2 separate regions of the Sus scrofa genome follow, and region 2 is linked to region 1. A link is a contact called in public Hi-C data. All regions are on one chromosome and are shown on one strand. The core of a region is the stretch at or near the end of the contact, and the rest is flanking DNA. Distances in the headings are between cores, read along the strand shown.

Region 1 (5,748 bases), core at 2,101-4,600:
CAAATCCAGAGGTACCGGGAAGGCAAGGCACATAAGTAAAAACAAAGTAGAGAAAGCTAAGGGAGGGAGAGGTTCTCACGAGTGTTTGCAGCATTTTGACCAGAGAAACTTTCCCCTGATCACAGAGGTTCATGGAGCGAAAGGGTCCCCCACAGCTTAGCCCATCCTGCTACCCGACCCAGGGGAGACTGGGGCCTGGAGGTGACTGAACTTGCCAAGAAGACATGGGGCGCAACCACGTAGAAACTGATCTTGGCTCCTAGTACAACTTTCCGCCTCTACTGAAAGTCAGTGTTGCATTCATCAGCTAATAGTGAGGAACTACCACTGCTTTTATTCCAAAACTGGAATAGAATAGCTTTGCCTGTAGCTCCCAAAGCTGAGTATACATACACACACTCATGAACAGGAACCACAACCCTAACATAGACCTTGATTAGAAACTCATGTATATGTAAAGACGGGAATGAAAACAGTCCCGGCAGCATGATCTGCAATAGCCAAATGCTGGACACCACCCAAATGTCCCTCAACAGTGTACAGACAAATATACAGTATATTATTCACCTGAATCAGCCACGAGAGTGAGCACCCCCACAAAGACAGGCAGCATCCAGAGTGTCTCGGAAACCCAAAGCTAAAAGAGGAAGAGGGACATGGCAAGGTTGAATTATATAAGCTCAGGGAGTCAGGCCAGCGGTTATCTTCAAAGAGGCAAGGCCTGGAAGGGAGCACCTAGGACGTTCCTGCTCCTTGATGTAAAGGCATGGTGTGCTGGGTTCGGAACATCCGTTGAACAGTACACTTATGTCTACTTTCCCAGGATGTATGCTATTTAGGAAGAAAAGAAAAAGCTCTCCAGGTAGACAAGACAAGCCTCATAGGGTCCATGTACCCCCTCTAAGCTCGTTTCTCCCCACCCCCACCCCCCCACCCCCGTCCCTTATACATCTTCTTCACTCCCCCGTGCACCTGTGCTCAAGATGGGTCTCTCTGGAGAGCCTGGGTGTCACCATCCATGCTCATGGCTTCCTCCCACATCAGACCAGGGATTCACCCACTTTGGGACGCCTTTGCTAACCGGTGCCACACATATGGATCCAGCCCTTGCTTCTCCTTCCTGAGCAGTTAGGGAGTTCGTACCATCACTAACACGTGTGTGTGCGTGGCCAGTTGTTTCAATTCCGCCAAGGCTCCCAGCTAGACCAACAACACAGCGTGCGCCCCCAGGGAGCCGTCTCAATACTCCATCTCCACAGGCAGCTCCAATTAAATACTTCGGCCGCTCCTCAGGAGCTCGAAGGGTGTGCAAAGGGAGCCTTGACCCTCCTGCCAAGATTTTCCCTTCTGTCCCCAGCACCTGGATGGACTCCCACAGTCCCTCTTCATTGTCCCGTTCACCTCCCAAGAGCCAACCTGCTAGAAAAACTCCTGCCAAAGAGCCCATCGGGGACAGCATGGGAGGACTGCAGGAGGCATATCAGAGAACAAAGGGCTGCTTCTCATGCTGCCTTGGATACAGCTTGAAAATTTAATACTAACCTATTCTGATAATATGAAACAATTTGGCAGTTTGTCCCAGAATTATAAGCATTTACAAAATGGGGAGTCATAAATGTGCATTTGTAAAATGTATGCCTGCCAGCCCTCTCCCTCGCTCCTCCACAAAGACTTCCCACCTCACCGCATTTCTTTTCTTGCTGAGAGGAAGACAGAGCTAATTACAATAAATAACCACAACCAAGGTTCCTTTCATCTTACAGCAACAGCAGCACTCAGACAATGGACAGACATGTGAAAAGGCTCATGGCATTTCGGTCACAGGACTCTCCCAGTTCACAGCCTCTCCTCGTCCAAGCACTGGTTGGAATTGAGGTGATCCCTGGCTCTCTGACTAGAAATGTAAACCATTCTTCTCAACTGTCAGACTTTCAGAATTATGCGAATGAAACCACAACCCATCCTGACAGTTTTTGAATCTGTGCCCCTTCACTCAGCAGACACCAGATTCTTCTTCCAGTTTCAGGACATGCATCCTTCCGCAGAGGAGGATTACCAGTCATAAACCAAGAGGAGGGCTCAGGTTTAACATCCGCAGGTGGGAGAGGAGTCTCCTTCCTCTCTGTAACCCCAACACCCAGCTCTGTGGTTGGCCCAATGAGCAGACAACCCAAAGGTGCCAGATGAAGGGCAGCAGGCAAAACCATTTTCCCTTGTAAATGAATGACATCTAATTAAGCAAAGGCCACAGACATGAAGTGAGACATGAGGACATAAAATTTGTCTTTCATGGCAGCCAATGATTCTGCAGGATCCTCTTCACTGGGAAAGACATTCTGTGGTCAGAACCTCGGAACCAGGGGCCTGAAAAGGACCTTGGCCAAGCCTACCGGTACAGACTGAAGACGGTGTTCCACAGGGATATAAGTGTTGGCCAAGGTCACCTGGTGTGGAGTTAAGGCAGGACCCCACGTCTTCCTATTTGCAGGCTCCTCCGACATGCTCTCCAAAAATCTTCCCCGAAAATCCTGCCTTACTTACACACTAGAGGCACATGTGAAGGCAGCTGCTCACGTCAAGGCAGCTGCTTCCAATTCAAGAGAAACTAAAGGTCACCAAAACGTGTCTCCCGCTGGGCTGGCCGCAGGGAGGTGACAGGCAAGGTCACTGGCGAATTTCTACCTGCAGACACCACACCTCACACCCTCCCGAAGGATGCAAAGGTCAGTTTCCGGAGCTGCTGGCCACAGAGGGCCCCCGAATGCTGTCCTGGGGAAATGAGTTAACTTGGCTTTCCAGGTTCAGAAGCTTCCAGCAATGAATTAAACCCCAAGCCGCTGCAGAAGACAGAGGAGAAAAGCGCCACCGCAGCCGAACCCCACAGCCCGGCCGTTCACCCCTCTGCCTCCTTCGTGTTCACACTTGCGCGGGCCGCGGCGCCCCCAGCCCGTCCACTCCGCGGGAGGCCACCGCTCTCAGCCCGCGAGACGCGTTTGGGGGAAGTGGGTCCTGGGCGCTGCCCATGGGGGCTGGGACGGAGCCGCCAGGCCCAGCCGCACTGGAACAGGGACAGATCGCCGCCGCCGCCCCCGGCCGGCGGGCCCCGCTACGCCAAGGAGGGGGCTGCGCCACGTACCTCGGCCGGCAGGTGCCGCCGCCTCCGCCGCCTCGGTTTGCGGCTGCAGGGGACGCCGCTCGGTGCAGCCTGACGCTTTCGTCCGCATACTAGGGAGCGGGAGCCCGCGGGCCGCCAGTCCCTGGCCCCGCGCCCCCGCCCGCCCCCGACGCCGCGCTCGCGCCCATTCAGTCCAGGACCATCAGCTCCCTGGCTCAGATGCGGAGGAGGGGCGTGGGGCGGGGCCGGAGTCACGAGTACGCCAGAGACCAATCAGAGCGCGTGAGTGCTCCCGGGGCGGCCCGGCTCCCAGAACACGCAACCCTCCACCCTGCCGGGTAAAGGGGAGGGGGCGCCCCCAGCCGGACACGCGCGGAGCTGTGTGCGGCATGGGGGGTCCCGGGTACCCACCGCCCTTTGGATCTCTGTGCGGTTAGACTGTGGAGGCACTAAGAAGAGGTGTATTTAGACTGGTTCTAGAAGATTACTGAGGGGAGGACTCGTAGTTGCGGAGCCGCTGAATGAACCGGCTTTATGTAGTCACGTGCTTTATTCTACAGGACCGACCCCCAGGCAAAGCAGCTTTGGAGTTCTAGGGCCCTGGAGACAAGCAGGGAAACCTGAGTGCGGCTGGGGATGTGCAGAACAGAAAAGCGAGAGATTACTAGTTTCACAGCTGGGTAATTGAGACCCAAAGAGCAAAGGTGAGTCACTGGGGCAATTAGTGGCAGAACCAGGATCAGAACCTGCGCCTGGAGCGCCCATTTCCATACCTCTGGAATCCCCCTTGATTCTGGAGAGCAAATGGCATACAATTTTTAAAGCGTGAATATTGGTGAATCCCCAAGTTCAGGAATTTAAAAGACTTGAAAGGACGGATATGTTCTTTCTTTCAACGGCCAGGTGTGTAGAATGTGCCTGTGACATTGCTGTGCCATCGGACTTGTTGACTCTCCAGTAAAGTCGGTGAAGTTGGTCTGCTTTCAGAATTTTCTTTCGGGTTGCTGGACATATACAGAGCAATCACAGTCATGTGCCTGTGGTGCCTGTTAGGTCCTTGCTTGATAAAGAAGATTCTAGACATTGAGCCAAATATGTCTCTACGAACTGAGAGTCTTATCACTCTTTTTTGCAACAGCTTGCACTCAGTTTGCACAGCTCCAAACAGGGTTTGAAGATGTCTGTGTTTGTCCCTCAGCGGGGATGGGGTGCTAAAAAAAAAAAAAAAAAGTGTTATCTGAGTAACAAAGATCAGGGGGGAGGAGTTCCCTTGTAGTTCAGCAGGTTAAAAACTAGACTAGTGTTTATGAGGATGCTGATTCAATCCCTGGTCCTGCTCAGTGAGTTAAGTATCCAGCGATGCCGTGAGCTGTCACAGATGCAGCTTAGATCCCGCGTTGCTGTGGCTGTGGCTATGGCATAGGCCAGCAGCTCTGATTTGACCCCTAGCTTGGAGACATACACATGCCACAGGCATGGCCCTAAAAAGAGAAAAAAAGAAAGAAAGAAAAAAAGATCAGGAGGGAAATCTTGGAAAGGAAAGGGTGGAAGGATTCTCCCTTCACGCCTCCCAAAAGGATTTTGTCATAAAAATGTTTCTGGATTATCTAAGGTGACGACACTTGAGCATTTTGAAAATACTGGTGAAAAAGCTGTCACTAGGAGATCAAAATCCAGTGTGTTGGCCAAGGCTGACCAGCAGAGCAGCGGCCTGGCTCCGTGGGGTTAGTGACAGCTGCAAGGGGAATGCTGAGCACCTCACTTCCTCTCCCTTGGAGACCAGCCCATTTCTCCCAGATCCTCCTTGTCCATAAAGCCAGCCCTTGTTTGAAGGTATTTATTTAGAGCAGGAACGGTTAACCTTGCAGTTAATCTACCACTAACAGAGCCATAGTGAGACCTGACCGCCACTGTCTTCCTGTTGGGGGCTGAACCCTCATCCGTGCACCTCTGCACTTCAGCCTGCCCTCAGGCAGGCAAGGCCCAGACACCCTTTAAGGCTGCCATGTGAGTCAGCAGTACCCGGGCTGGGAAGAGTGTGAGTTAAGTAGGAGAAAGGGAGAAAGGGAGCTTGACACTGCCTCCTGCCCCAGCCTGTCTTAATGGGACAACTGTTAAGCTCAACCTCCCCACTCCCTCATTCACTCCACTCACATTTGGTACGGAGAGAGGCTGACCCACTTATACAGCAATACAAGCCCTGCCCTAAACATCCTTTTCACTAGCTGCAGGGCCCCTGTTAGCTACTGTTCTGTACTAAGACAGCCATCCCCAAACAGTAGATGAAAATCTACTAGATTCACTAGATCTCAAAGCCTCCTTTGGAATCTCTTTAATCAGTGAGTGGCTGGTCTCAGAAAAGCCTCTGGACATTGACTAACAAAAGGTTGGGGCTGGAGTTCCCATTGTGGCTCAGCAGGTTAAGAACCTTGACATAGTGTCAGTGAGGATGCTGGTTCGATCCCTGGCCTTGCTCAGTGGGTTAAGGATCTGGCATTGCCGCAAGCTATGGTGTGGGTCACAGATGTGGCTTGGAACTTGCATGGCTGTGACTGTGGCATAGGGCGGCAGCTGTGGCTACAATTGGACCCTTAGCCCGGGAACTTCCATATGCTGCAGGTGTGGCCCGAAAA
Region 2 (5,748 bases), core at 2,000-4,499, 38 kb before region 1:
TGGGCTGCACTGGAGGCATATGATGGTTCCCAGGCTAGGGGTCAAATTGGAGCTACAGCTGCCAGCCTATACCAGAACCACAGCAACAAAGGATCCAAGCTGCATCTGTGACCTACACCACAGCTCATGGCAACGCCAGATCCTCAACCCACTGAGCGAGGCCAGGGATAGAACTACATTCTCATGGATCCTCGTCAGGTTTGCTAACCGCTGAGCCACAATAGCGACTCCTTTTTTAAATAATGATTTTTATTTTTCCCATGATAGCTGGTTTACAGGGTTCTGTCAATTTTCTCCTGTACAGCAAGGTGACTGCGAGCTGTTGCTTTCAATGGGCAGAGTTCCAGTTTTGCAAGATGAAAAGGTTCCAGAAACCTGTTTCACAACATTGTGATATGCTTATCGGGGTCAAACTATATATTTAAAAATAATTAAGATGGTAAATGTCATTTTTTAAAACACAATGAAAAAAACGATCCCCTGTTTCAAGTTCCTATCTCGTAGATGAGAAACACACTTTATCAGCGGCAGTAACGAGGTTTACACAGTCAGGAATGGAAACAAAGTGCAACCCGCCCGGCTGTCATGTCCACAAAGATGTTGCCTTGGTTTTGTATACAAGTTTCCCTGAATGTTAATGTTTTACATCAACAAGAAATGACTGGTGAAGGCCAAGTACAGGAGCCCAGCTGAATGCAGCAGGCCATGGAGACACGTGGAACAAACGCCCACTTGCCCCCTTTCTTCCCCGTGGCTGTGGCCAAAGGCTGCCTTGGGACCAGCCGGCAGGAAGTTCTCTCTCATCACAGTGCTTGCGGTCCTCGTGGCCACACGCAGCAGTCTTATCCCTCCTCCTACCAAGTTGTGTGTGTGTGTGTGTGTGTGTGTGTGTGTGTGTGTGTGTGGTCCCAGACTTGCTGGGGTATTTATTTTTAGGATTGAACATGTCTTTTGAATTGTGCGAGAATTATCACCATACTGTTTTAAATGTTCGTCTCCACTATGTTTTTCTTCAAAGTCTTGACTGATTTCTATATAATAAAATTGCTGGAGTTTCTGTTGTGGCGCAGCGGAAAGGAATCTGACTAGGAACCATGAGGTGGCAGGTTCGATCGCCCTTGCTCAGTGGGTTACGGATCCGGCATTGCCGTGAGCTGTGATGTAGGTCGCAGATGCAGCTCAGATCTGGCATTGCTGTGGCTGTGGTGTAGGCCAGCAACTATGGCTCCAATTAGACCCCTAGCCTGGGAACCTCCACGTGCCACGGGTATAGCCCTAAGAAAAAGACAAAAAACAAAAATAAATACATAAATAATAAAATATTAAAAAAGAAAATTTCTATAGAAACAATACTTACCTGGCAATAGCAGAAGCCCCTCCCTTTTTTGTAAATTATAGCTTGAAAAAGTTGTTAGTATGGGGGAGAGTTACACTGTCTACGTGTAAGGATCTGCCTCTGTGTCTGAAGGTGGGAAGGAACAGTCTTTGAGCTTCAGATGATGCTGTGGGCACTACACATGGTCACTGTCTCAGGTCACCATGTGACACCAAGGGCACCTTGCAAGATGGTCCTGAGTGTCCTCACTTCGTGGGCTCCAGTGGCACACCCAGGAAGAGGGCTGAGCTGGCAGGCTCACCTGGTCCTACTACCTCACCAAGTCCCACAAGCCCAGCCTCTGCCCACAGAGAGCCGCTGACCAAAACCACCGCTGAGACCAAGGGCTTCAACTGGCATCTCTGTGAGGGATTGGCAGGAAAGCCAAGCGAGGAACTGGTCGTGACCCAGAGCAGCCCCAGAATGGAGGGTTCCCCCTGACTGGGCCTCCAAGCCAGTGACACTCTGCACCCAGAGGCACTTAAGGCCCAATTGTGAGGGCAGGGCGAGAGGGGGATCACACATCTAGACACACTTGTCCTCAGACCCCAGGCCTGAGGGATGAACAAAGTTCTTTTCTTCGCTATAGATGGACATTCCAGAATTCCCGTTGTGGCTCAGTGGGTTAAGAAGCTGACATAGAGGGGAGTTCCCGTCATGGCTCAGCAGAAACAAATCTGACTAGTATCCATGAGGATGCAGGTTCACTCCCTGGCCTTGCTCAGTGGGTTAAGGATCCAGTGTTGCCTCAATAGGTCACAGGTGTGGCACCAGAAAGGATCTGGTGTTGCTATAGCTATGGTGTGGGCCGGAAGCTGCAGCTTCAATTTGACCCCTAGCCTGGGAACTTCCATATGCCATGGGTGTGGCCCTAAAAAGGTTAAAAAAAAAAAAAAAGATACAGGAACTCCCTCTTCTCTCAAATTGAGGCATGGACACGAGAGCTTCACTTTTTGAAAGTCTTCCAGGTTGAGCTTGCTGGCTGCCCACAATTGAGAATAAACAGGCATTGGGCACTTCCAACTGTCAATGATAAGGCAGTCTGCTGGGAAAAACCATGATGTGAGAATCTGTTGAGGGGTTTCAAACAATGAATTTGCCTCCATAAAAATCTCCATTTTCTTCTCTACCTCATAAGTTTTAGAACAATCCCTCTCAGAAATATAGGTTAAATGGCATGATGCTAAGTAAAAGGCAATGCTCTCTTTTATTGATTGATTTAAATTCATGGAGTTCCTGTTGTGGCTCAGTGGAAACGAAATCTGACTAGCATCCATGAGGATGCAGGTTCGATTCTTGGCCTCACTCAGTGGGTTAAGGATCTGGCGTTGCCATCAGCTGTGGTGTAGCTTGCAGACGTGGCTCAGATCCTGCATTGCTGTGGCTGTAGCGTAGGCTGGCAGCTATAGTTCTGATTTCAACCCCTAGTCTGGGAAACTCCATAGGCCACAGGTGCGGCCCTGAAAATAAATAAATAAATAAATAAATAAATAAATAAATATATAAATAATTCAGGCCAGGGTACAGTATTTGGGTTGAAGGAGAGTCCAGGGTCTGGAGCTGACCTGACCTGGGCAGGAGGCCAATCAGCCTCAGACCACATGAACTCAGGGTATAGGTTACGTTATGAAACTTTCATTTCCACATCTGTAAACTGTGGTACTGGCTACCGCCGTGTTTAACTCCCTTGAAAGTTAGCTGTCTACAACTTTTGCCTGGTTAACAGCAGAGAAATCTGAAGAACCAAGTTGCAGGTATAAGAACAGCACAGAACAATCTCAATCAGTCCGTGGTTGCCTGGGGCTGATGGTTGAGGGCAGGGATTGACCGCGGAAGGGGTGAGAGGGAACTAACTCGTGTGATGAAACATTCAAGTGGGATTGTGGCAAAGGTGGTGTAAGTGCTCACAACTACTAACACTCCTCCAACTGGACGCTTACAGGCAGTAAGTCATGGGATGCATATTTTATCACACCCCGTGGTTAGGAAGAAAACAATCAGACCATCTGATCTAAACACCCCCCCCCCAGTTCCGGATCTCTTTATCAGGAGCGTCACCTGGGTTAAAGCATCAACCTGCAGTCAAAGATTCAGTTTCCTCACCTCTGTGATGTTCCAAGATGATTGGAGAAGAGCAGGGGCAGCACCCAGGAGAGGAAGGAACCCGTGTGGGAGCATGAATGCTGGGACTGATGTAATAACTCAGCCCAGCTCTGCTCTGCTTATTTTATTTATTTTTAAAATATTTTTAGTGCCGCATCCACAGCACATGGAAGTTCCCAGGCTAGGGGTCAGATCTGAGCTGCGTCTGCGACCTACACCACAGCTCACAGCAACGTCAGGTCTTTAACCCACTGAGCAGGGCCAGGGACGGAACCTGGGTCCTCATGGACACTGGTTGGGTTCATTACCGATGAGCCACAACAGGAACTTCTACTCTGCTTACTTTATTTTATTTATTTATTATTTATATTTGCTTTTTAGGGCCACACTTGCAGCATATGGAAGTTCCAGGGCTAGGGGTCAAACTGGAGCTGTAGCTGCCGGCTTACATCACAGCAACACCAGATCTGAGCTACATGTGCAATCTACGCTAGAGCTTGTGGCAACAAGCTCAGTTCACCCACTGAGCGAGGCCAAAGATCAAACCTGCATCCTCATGGATATCAGTCAGGTTCTTAACCCACTGAGCTATAAAGGGAACTCCAAACCTACATTTAAAAAAAAGTCTCAAATAACAGAATAGAAGAAACCCCTAATTCCACTATCGATAGAGCAGGCTTTCACCTTCTCCTTATTAATTTCCAGACCAACCCTTGTACAAACGTGTTTGATTCATGCAACTGTGCCTCCCACCAATCCTCCTTCATGCCAGGGGACTTTTTTCTTTTTTCAACCTCGACCATGGCATGTGGAAGTTCCTGGGCCAGGGATTGAACTTGCACTGCTGGATCCTCAAGCTGCTGAGCCACCGGGGAACTCCCTGCAGGGGACTTTCTCACTGGAAATCTTTCAGAACTGGGTTGACGTGGGGGTCACCGAGGCTGCCTCCTGGGTCTCCGTTTCTTGCTCCTCCTTCTTCCAGAACCACAATGTCGCTCGGGCAGCCATGACCCCTTCTCCACACATGCAGTGGGGGTTGGTAGGCTGACCTGGTCCCTCAGGTTCTCCCAGTCCCCGGTCAGGGACTCAGGGATGAGTCAGGAATCCTTACTGGAGCTAGTCAGGGCAGGGCACTGGAACCCACGAGAAGCTGTAACTGGTCCAGCAGCGAACTTAGGTTTAAAATTGGCCCCACCAACCTAAAGGGGGAACTCATGTTCCACAGTTTAGGGGGGAAGAGAAAGGAGAACTCTTGTTCTGTCTGTTGCCTGGGGGATATAAAGAGTTGCACAGGAGGTATCTGTCCTATTCCTCAAAAGGATATTAAACTTTTTAAAAAGTTTTATTTTTTTAATTAAAGTATAGTTGATTTACAATGTTGTGCCAATTTCTGCTGTACAACAAAGTGACTCAGTCATACATACATATGTATTCTTTTTTATATTATTTTTCACCATGGTCTATTCCAGGAGACCTGATATGGTTTCCTGTGCTGTACAGTAGGGCCTCATTGCTTATCCATTCTCAGTGTAACAATTTGCATCACTAACCCCGTCTCCCAGTCTACTCCACTCCCTCCCTCCCTCCTCCCCCTTGGCAACCATAAATCTGTTCTCTATGTCTGTGAGTCTGTTTCTGTTTGGTATCTGGGTTTATTTGTGCCATATTTTAGATTCCACATATAAGTGATATCATATGGTATTTGTCTTTCTCTTTCTGACTTACTTTACTTAGTATGAGAACCTCTAGTTGCATTCATGTTGCTGCAAATGATATTACTTTGTTCTTTTTTATGGCTGAGAAGTATTCCATTGCATATATGGACCACATCTTCTTAATCCATTCATCTGTCAATGGATGTTTAGATTGTTTCCACGTCTTGGCTACTGTGAATAGTGCTGCTATGAACACGCAGGCACATGTATCTTTTTGAATTATAGTTTTGTCCAGATATATGCTCAGGAATGGGATTTCTAGATCATAAGTAGTTCTATTTTTAGTTTTCTAAGGAACCTCCATACTGTTTTCCATAGTGGTTGTGCTGATTTACATTCAAAGGGATATTATCTTAATGTATATTACTGAAAGTCCTCAAAAGAATTGCCTGTTACCATTTAACTGTGTGTTTTTTTGGTACAATCGGGAATTCAAAGATGAGACACTGTGGTTCAAGTAATCTCTCTCCTCCCTCTGGAGCATAATCTGTATAAGTACATATTCATCCATGTACCATGTTATCACACAATCCCTTCCTCCCAAGGGTTTGCCTG

The links. Hi-C and Micro-C count contacts between places; a contact is called where the count stands out from the background.
Region 2: a Hi-C map of liver shows a contact between it and region 1, with 2.0 times the contacts expected there. The contact joins the enhancer-like site here to the promoter of ST3GAL5 in region 1. A contact is called at or near these places in 1 of 5 promoter capture datasets (liver), 13 of 47 Hi-C or Micro-C datasets (alveolar macrophages, embryonic fibroblasts, fetal heart ventricle and 8 more) and 1 of 2 datasets of contacts at active chromatin or transcription factors (skeletal muscle).

Annotation. Positions count from the first base shown.
Region 1 is chr3:58,860,586-58,866,333 of Sscrofa11.1, reverse strand. ST3GAL5 (lactosylceramide alpha-2,3-sialyltransferase) reads right to left here and starts at 3,350. Exons shown (of 7, transcript XM_021087293.1): 1 at 3,137-3,350. The coding sequence starts at 3,224.
Region 2 is chr3:58,898,677-58,904,424 of Sscrofa11.1, reverse strand. All of the region lies in intron 3 of ST3GAL5 (lactosylceramide alpha-2,3-sialyltransferase), which reads right to left. Among named protein-coding and RNA genes, the nearest start is that of ST3GAL5, 39 kb to the right of the region's middle. Within about 2 kb of position 3,249, at least 6 of the 83 cell types and tissues checked have an H3K27ac peak or open chromatin away from gene starts, as enhancers often do. A contact at or near this core is called in alveolar macrophages, fetal liver, liver and 1 more, where this site is marked.